Linked DNA regions of Rattus norvegicus: region 1 is linked to region 2. The links are chromatin contacts, called in public Hi-C maps. All regions are on one chromosome and are shown on one strand. The core of a region is the stretch at or near the end of the contact, and the rest is flanking DNA. Distances in the headings are between cores, read along the strand shown. Region 1 holds the start of Rybp (RING1 and YY1 binding protein). Region 2 has its middle 98 kb from the start of Rybp.

Region 1 (4,397 bases), core at 1,138-3,637, 97 kb after region 2:
CGAACATCAACTACACTAACACTCAAGGCAAAACCACAATAAAGAGCTTTGGCCTCAGCGGGATTCTACATGTAAAAAACATTACTCATAAATAATATAGTCACTATTGATTTAAAGTAACAAATACATTTCTAAACTTTCATGCTGTGTGATGGAATCTCCGATTTTAGACAGCAGAACAAATCCTAAGAAATGGGTTTTCCACTTAACTAAATCTAGTATGATACAAAAAACTAATGTGAATTTACTTATATATATAAAAAAAAAATCCTACTAGCTGGGTGCAGTGAGGCTGAGTAACAGGATTGTGGTTCCAGATTAGCTCTAAATATAGTGAGATGCCATTTTAGTAGAAAAACAAAACTACTTACAGGGAAATAAACTTCAGTTCTTGAGTTTTGATTCAAAGGTCTCATTTCTTAATAGTGAAATTCACAAAATTCCCCAGTAACTGGAGCAATTCATTCCAATTAAGACTTACAGCTGAAGCCTCCTTAATCCCAGATGTAAGTAAAGCAACTAGACCCTGACAAGGCACCTCGCTCAGAACATCCAGGTGGAACTAGTCACAATGGTATGCTGCCAATTCAAAAGCAAGCACCTGCTGTAATGAAACATTTAGCCTTCAACCTGGACGCCTGATGAGTCCTAAGCTAACTCTCACTTTCTTATGTGCTCTAAATACAGTCCCTTTAAATGGGAGCAAGAACGCCATAACCTAACTCTTCGAAACAGAAATTCTAAATCAAAGTTTAAAACAGCTGCAGGACTATAGAACTAGTTTTAATGTTACTCTACAAATAGTTCGAACTCATTTGCTACCACATGCAGCTAACCACTCTCATCTTAATATAAACGAATCCCTTTCAATGTTTTAACACAAAGCCATTAACACTAACTTAAGTCTATTCACCTCAACATCTCACACCATTCTACATAAGCTACTAACAAAAGACACATCAGCAGGCCCCTTGCCCCACAAATACACTTTTTCCAACCCTCCAGGATGTATCTTCAAGTGCAAAAAAGAGATATTTCCAACCCAAGACAGACAAAAGGCACGACCCAGTCTTATTGTACCACCATACCACCATTAAACTCAGGAAAAAACTAATTCTGGACAAATTAAAACTACTCTGCACACAACAAATACCAAAATGTCCAATGTCCTATGATCCATCACTATTCCCTTCCTCTCTCTCCCCGGTGGGAGCCAATAGCAACAAGCCAAAGGATGCAAATGTCAAATAAATCCAATGTCTGAAACAAGAGGAAAACCTGGGGAAAATCCCTCCCATAAATCCTTTATTTTAGCACGAGGCACTGAACGCAACTTGAAATGGCACGCAACCCCAACCACATCGCCCATCCCCAAATGCTAAGGGTCGTAATCAACAAGTTGGCAAGAGGGCGATCAATAATAATGAAAGTACGACTCACTCCCCTCTCCGCACAATAAATAAAGCCAAAACAAGTATTTCAACAAAAGCTAGCACAGGTCTTCCAGTACCTGGTGGAGGTGCCTTTCCGCACATCGCAGATGCTGCATTTAAAGGCTTCGGCGCTGTTCCTAAAGGTGCAGACGCTACAATCCCAAAAGCCTTCGTCTGCAGCCGGTTTCGCTTGTCTTTTTGGCCTTCCGAGGAGTGGAGAACCGAGGAGAGAATAGAGAAGAGAAAACAAACGCTGGTAAGCCGTCGTCAATTCACAGGAATCCGACGCTGGAAACTTCTCGCAGCGACCACCCATCCACCCCACTGGCGGGCACTGGGGCGAGAGGCCGACCGGCAACGCGGAGCCGGGCGCCCCCTCCGGCCCCGGGCACCGAGCGCCTGACGGCGGCGACGGCTCACGCGGGGCCGCGCCGAGCGCAGGAAGCGGGCCGACTCGTGGGCGCGAGCGCGGGGCGGCGGGGGCGCGGCGCGGGCCGCGGGCCGGATCCCGAAGGCGGCGAGCAGCCGGGACGGCCGGGCGGCGGCGCGGAGGGGGCCGGCGCCGCGCGCTGCCCGCCCCTGCTCGCGCCCTCCCGCCCGCCCCACCTGGTTAAATCTCCCTTTGTCTGGGCGGAGCGGCGACGGCGGAGGGCGGCTGAGGAGGAGCCGCCATGGCTGCGGCGCGCACGGCCGCCGGCCCGAGCGGAGCGACACCGCCTCCCTCCGCCCCCGGGTCTCCATCTTAGCGCGCCTCCCCCGCGCGGCCGCTCCGGCCTAGTCGCCGGTGTCCCCGCCCGCCGCGGCCGCCCTCCCCTTCCGCCCCTTCGGCGCCCGGCAGGTACCTGGTCGGGCTCTTCTTGTCGCCCATGGTCATGGACGGGCTGGCCCCCGGCGCCCCACAGCTGCGCGCGCCTCCGCTCAGAGGAGAAGCGCGGTCCGCAGCGTCGCGGAGCGGCCCCCGCCCTCCCGCGCCGCCCGCCCGCCCTCCGCCGCTGGGCTCGAGCTCCAGCCGCCGCCGCCGCCGCCGCCGCCGCTGCCGCCGCCGCCAGTCTCCGGACGAGACTAGTCCCCGCCAGCGCCGCCTCCGCCGAGTGACTGACGAGGGGCGGGGCCGGGCGCCGCGCGTCATACACCGGGCAACCAATAAGAGGACGACGACCGGCGCCGCGGGGGCGTGGCGTAGCGCGCGGGAGGGCGTGGCGCCGCGGGGGGGCGGGGCGGCCGGCGTGCGTGCCCGGGAGTGTGTGTGCGCGCGGGGGGCGCGCGTGCCTGCCGGTGGCCCCCGCGGCCCCGGCGCGTCTGAGCGTGCGAGCCCGGCAGGGAGCACGTGGCCGTGCCCGCGGGCCCCCGTGGCTCTGTGGCGGCCCCCACTCGCTGCGGAGCCCTGTGCGGCCGACGCTGGGACTCTGGCCCCGCAGCGGCTCCGCTGAAGTAGTTCCGCGCAGTTTGCGCGCGCCGCGGGGGGCTGCGCCTCGAGGCCCGCGTCTCCCGCACTGCCGCTTCTGCCACGAGGGGCTTTGTGGCTGTCTTCCCCAAGCGGCCCTCTCGGGCGGCAGCCAGACCTGCACCCTCCTGAGCCGGGGCGCCGGAGGGAACTCTGGAGAGGGTGTGGCGCAGCCTCGGGCCCCCGCAGCCGAAATAGGGCGTTTCCCCGGGGAAGTTGCTGTTCAGATCCAAGCGACCACATGCCCGCTTTCCAACCTCGTGTCGCGGTTCCTGCCTCTGCGAAATGAGGCTCCTAACGCTCCTCCCAGGAAGGGCACGGTGGATGAAAAGCACTCTAACCTGTACCCCGCACTTAGGAAGTACCAGGGCCCGACTCCGTTCCCTCCGGCGTCTGAGATTGGGAGAAAATTGGTACCCCTCACTTTCTGCCTTGCTCCAAGCATGCTCTTGCTACAGGGTTTTGTGACTCAGGACCCTCTACCCCCAGGCACTACAAGGAACCAAGTGGGGGAATGTCTTACGATTAAAGGAAGCCCCAGGTCGGGAGCGGAGGGGCGAGAAACAGGACCAATAGGTGATGCTAAAAGGTGGGGGCAGAGATGGGGTGTGGGGGACCGATAAGAGCAAGAGCTCTGGTTGACTTGCAAACTCAAAGTAGGTAGTTATCAGGACTGGCTCTAGGGAGAGGAGCAAAGCGGGAGACCCACTGAAGTTCCAGGAGAGCCAGAAAGCAGGAAGTCCTGGGATCTGAAGGGAGAGAATAACAGAGGGAGGCTCTGTGACTAAGATAAACTTGATCAGCACTAGATGTCCTCCAGGCAGGCACACCCAGGAGGGCCAGCTACAGTGTTCAGCAAGGGTCAGCAACCTCTGAGACCTGGGCCACTTACTTCTTAGGAGTGAAGGAGGAAGAGGAGGAAGGATGAAGTCCCAGGGGCAAAGGGGCCAGAGATAACCAAGGAATGTGCATGTCAAGGCATGGCCCTGGGCCAGCAGCCTTGGCCCCTAGGGTCGGCTTGGAGTATTTCCAGCATTCTGCCCCTGGTGCATTTAAAAAAAAAAAAAAAAAAAAAAATCTCTTTGGAGGGGGAGGCAGGGAACCACTGAAGGAACTGATGCAGCTTAGTTCCTGCCTAGCAAGCAGGAGGTCCTGGGTTTGATTCCCAAGCACTGGGCAAATGCAAAGAATAAGTAAAAAGAATAAATGATCTCCCCGAAGTCAAGAGAGGGTAGGTGGGATCCACAGGTCATAGGAAGGAGACTGACTTTATTTTTTATGTAGAAGTAAAACACAAACTTCAGTCTTGCACCTCAGTGCAGATTAGTCATGGCCTTGTCTACACCATGTAGGTAAGGGTGTTCTTTTCACCATCCTCCAACCTGCCTAGCCTCCAACCAAGGCAATCACTTTACTTCAACTTTGGTCAGCCAACATCAGTTTTGTCTCTTCATGAACTATCCCTAGAGTCATTTGGTATGCCTGGGCGGAACGTTTTCCTCTCTGTGGTAGAGATGGAA
Region 2 (4,610 bases), core at 1,298-3,797:
TGGCTTTGGGAATTTGTCAACAGGGTGTGTCCCTTCCTCCTGCCAGAGCACGGAGCAAAGAGGTTAGAAGTCACCCCTCAGCAGACTTTTGAGTCATTGGTCCCTTGTTTTAACTCAAAGCATATGCAAAGGGCAAATGACAAAACAAATCACCCGGGACTACTATGCTCGAAGAGGTGACAATTGCCTGTCACTGCCCAATGCAGAAAGTCTGAGAACTCTGAATCAGAGCAGGAATCTCAATACTTTACAGACAGGAAAATGGCATCTCAGTGGGGACTTGGATGTCTGAAATTCGAACCACAGACAAGTGCCAGAGTCCAGGACTCTGTTTCAGAACTGAATGTCCTTATGCTCTCATATGACACCCTTCATTAAGCCTCTGTAGTTTTTTCCTCACTTCACAGGCAGTGTCCCTGGGCCTGCAGCTTCAGCTTGTCACATTACCAAACTACCACCGTGAGATTCCACTCTGACCCAAACATCCCGTCTTTCCTCTCCCAGCCCCACTAACCTGTGCAGTTGCTCACTGTGAAGCCGGCTCGTTCTTCTTCCCTTGATGGCCTTGGCTTCTGTCCATGTCCACCTCTCCCTTGCCAGTTCCTCCTTGCAGGCCACAGCTAGCTTACCCTTGCCTTTCAACCATCCCTCCACTTGCCTCTTGCAGGCTTCTTTTCCCTCACTCCATTACTAAAGACGAAAGCAGCACGATCATTCTAAACTATAAGCCAAAACTCATAGCTCTGTGGCTCTTAACTGCTCAAGGCTTCCCAGGGATTCCCCAGTAACACCCAACCTCCTCCATCAACTTATCAGACCCTTCATAAGTTATCTGACCCATTTGTCTTCCTCTCTCAGTTCTTTGGCATTCCCCACCCCCCGGCAGACTCCTACAAGAAGGAATGTGTCCACAGTGTAGGTTAAGTGTATAGGGATCTCAGTCCTTCTGTCTCTGTGCCTTTGCACAATCAGTTACCTCTCCCTGGACCATTTTTCCTCCCTTCTTCATCCAGATGGCTTCCATCAATGTTGTAGGGCCCCATCCCCCCATCCCTTCCTTTCACCAACAGTCTACATGGCAGGAGCCTGCCTCTGAGCTCTCAGTACCCCGCCTACTCTTTACCATGAGGGGCCTTCTCTTCAGCGAATAAGGTCTCCCTTACTGTACTCAAGAGCCCTGAGGGACCTCCTAGACTGTCAGTAAACAGCTGAGAAAGAAGGCAAGGGGAGGGGAGATGGGGGGAGGAAAGATGGGGACTGGGGGGGTGCAGGTGGGAGGACTACCCCACTCATCCTTGACCCATGCCATTATTACTGCAGCAGATAGTTGGTCTCCTGTCACTTTCCTGTCACTGTGACAAAAATACCTAACAGAAGTAACTTAAGAGAAGGAAGGTATATCTGGACTCATGATTTGAGCATGTATACAGTCCATGATGGAGGGGAAGGCATTGTGCTGTTCATGACGGTGGACATTTGAGGCAACTCCTTGAATCTCAGCTAACCAGGATTCAGAGAGAGCTTCGGTTGAAAATAGGATGTAACACCCCAAGCTGGCACCCTATGACCTACAGGTTCCCCAACCTTTGGAAATGATATGACCAGCTAAGAGCATGTGGCTTCTAAGGAGCACACATCTAAGCCTGTAGAGGACATGGAACTTGTAAGCTACAGCACCTGAACCACTCACATGGCTGATTGTTCTACACAGAACAGAGGATGGACCAAGCATTGAGAAAGACTCTGAGGAAGCCTACTATAACTGAGCTGGAGTGAAAGCTGGATGAGACCCAGAACTACATACTTTATCCATGGACCTGGATCCCCCCACCCTAGAGGGGTGGACATCTGTCCAACATATTGTTTGTCTACAAGCTTGGTCTCTAGTGGTCCCATATGTGGAGCACAACTAATCCCCCAAACTCGGTATTACTCTTAAAGAGTTCATGTCTCCTCTGTAATCTGAAACTGCAGGTTTATTCATGGGTTCATCCAAACAGACCATAATGGCAACGCAGCTCAGTGGACAGAGTGCTTGCCCAGCGTGAACAAAGCTCTGGGTTCAATCCCCAGGACTGAATAAAGGAAGCATAGTGGCACACACCTTTAGTCCCAACCCTTAGAATATGGAGGTATGAAGATCAAAAGTTCAAGGTCATCCTTGGCTATATAGCAAGTTTGTGGCTAGCCTGGGCTACATGAAACTGGCTCAAAAACTAACAAACAAGCAAAACACAAAAAAACAAAACAAAACAACAAAACCATAATATTTCCTAGGTTCTGGAGCATCTCCAGCATCCTTAGAACTTGTCAAGGTTAGCAAATACCAAGTGGGTAGATGGGTAGTATGGAAGAAAGGAAGGAGACAGAACAGAAGACAGGAGGTGGGGTCAGGGAAGGGTAAGACGTGGTCCCAATTGGGAAAGCACATTAACAGAGGTGAAATCATGACTCAAAGCTGAAGCCTGATGCCTTGCTGGCTCTGGTCCCTGGCCCAGGTCCTGGGCCTCAGCTCAGCTGCTCCTCCTAGTCCATGTGACACACTGGCTGGGCAGGCTTAGCTGTGCCAGCAACTGTGACCAGACTTGCCCACACTGCAAGGCGGATCAGAGCTGAGCCATGTGGCCCGCTATACCCTACTGCAGGCCTCCTTCCACCCCCAAATCCGGAGCAGAGATAGCCCCTAACAAAGGCATGGGAGATACTGGAGGGACAGTCCTTCTTGATCATGAAACTGCCCATTGTTGCACTTCTTTCCTCTTCCCAGCCCCCACAACTTCCCAGCCCCCACAACTTCCAGTCCTCACAGGAACAAAGGGTGATGCAAGACTGTGTGTGACACCTGGGAAGCCCAGGTTCAAACACATCTGCCACCAAGCTGAGTGACCTCAGGCAAAGGACTTAAGTTCTCTGTGCAGTCAGATTTCCCATAGGAGATCCCAGCACCACCTACAAAGGTATCTGATATGCAAAGGTTTTAGCTGGTGTCAGGACTCCCAGAAGGGCCTGCCATGTAGTCAGGGTTCCACAGAAATCAGTGCCACTACTGCCGTTGTCTAGTTGTCTCAATCCAGAACGGAACCAAGTAAGGAATATGAAGGATCCTTGGAGAGCTGGGTGTTCTCCAAGAACCTAGGTCAAGCCAGGGGCAATTGGAAGAACTTACTGCATTTGAATGAAAGGCTTTCACTGCTGGGAAAGAAAAGACTCAGAGAGACCAAGAAAGGTACAGGTCACACAGCAAATTGGAGGCCAAGTTCCTAATTCATACTTTTCTGGGCAGACCATCTGAAGAACAGGTATAGGAGTTCTAGGCTAAGGCCCACACTGTCTTGTCACACATAGTGCCAACTAGCTCTAGGGGGCCTCCCAAACCTTGATGAGTGTAATGCTTGAGCTGAGGTGCTCAGAATATTTCACTGTAATTAACTTAAAATTAACCTGAAACGCTGATGCTTAGTGCCACTATGGGACATTTTATGTCACTCTGGGATGACTTGAGTACTTTTTAGAAAATTATTTCAACTTTATGAGAGCTAAACACAGATCCAATATTGCTAGGAAGTATGAAAGCTGAGATTTTCGGTCAACATACAGGACACACATCAAACTTGATAGTTCGGTATGCAATGAAGAATGTAAGGCTGTCTTGCTGAAAGCTGGGCTGTCGAGATGGCTCTGTAAGGACTCTTGCTGTGCAAATACAGGGACCTGAGTTCAAATCCCCAGCATCTACATTAAGAGCTGGGTGTAGATGGGTTTTTCTGTAGCCCTAGAACTTGGGCGACTGAGATGGGCATTTCCCAGGAGCTCATGGGCCACTGGAGAACTTCGGGTTCAGTGACAGTCCCTGCCTCAAAGAAAAAAAGGCAGGATGTGATACTCATTCTCCTCCTGTCTCCACATGGTCCACACACACATATGAAACACACACACATACACACGTACGCACACACACCTATGCATAATAATAATATATTGAAAGATCATATTGGGATATACCAGGTTAAATAGCATGTTATTAAAAGCTCACTCATTTGATGGAGACAGGGGTGGGTCTGTGGCCTATGCACACATTTGTGAATGCAGCAGTGCATATAGGGGTGAGTACATGTGCCAAGGCCAGAGTCTGAGGTCCTGTCTTTCTCAGTCATTCTTTACCTTACGTTTGTGAGGCTGGCGCTCTCTCTCTCTCTCTCTCTCTCTCTCTCTCTCTCTCTCTCTCTCTCTCTCTCTCTCTCTCTGAACCTGGAGCCCTTGGGTAGGGCTAGGCTGGCTGGCCAGTAAGCACCAGAGATTCCCTTGTCTCTGCCTCCCAGTGATGAGATCACTGATTGTGCCTAGCTCATCTTTTAGATGCCAGGGATGTGAACTTGGGTCCTCACTCTTGCGTGGCAAGCACTTTATGACGCAGCCATCTCCCTCACTTGTTCCTGACGCTTTCACTAGAAACAGAAACAATTCTGTCCTGGTACCCACTGCATTTTCCTTCAGACAGGGCAGGGCTTAGAGGGTGAAGGAGGCAGGAGGAAGGTGACTGGCTTGGCTTTGTCCCCTACTGCTACAGGACATAGGGGCAAGGATTCTGTCTCCCTGGGAGGCAGTGGCCT

What was found. A called contact is a pair of places that touch in the nucleus more often than the background predicts.
Region 1: a Hi-C map of liver shows a contact between it and region 2, with 2.4 times the contacts expected there. The contact joins the promoter of Rybp here to the enhancer-like site in region 2. A contact is called at or near these places in 2 of 12 Hi-C or Micro-C datasets (frontal cortex and liver).

Annotation. Positions count from the first base shown.
Region 1 is chr4:134,482,345-134,486,741 of GRCr8, forward strand. It overlaps Rybp (RING1 and YY1 binding protein), which reads right to left and starts at 2,388. Exons shown (of 5, transcript NM_001399600.1): 1 at 2,276-2,388; 2 at 1,511-1,636. The coding sequence starts at 2,307.
Region 2 is chr4:134,384,899-134,389,508 of GRCr8, forward strand. No RefSeq gene overlaps it. Among named protein-coding and RNA genes, the nearest start is that of Rybp, 98 kb to the right of the region's middle. Within about 2 kb of position 2,548, at least 19 of the 93 cell types and tissues checked have an H3K27ac peak or open chromatin away from gene starts, as enhancers often do. A contact at or near this core is called in liver, where this site is marked.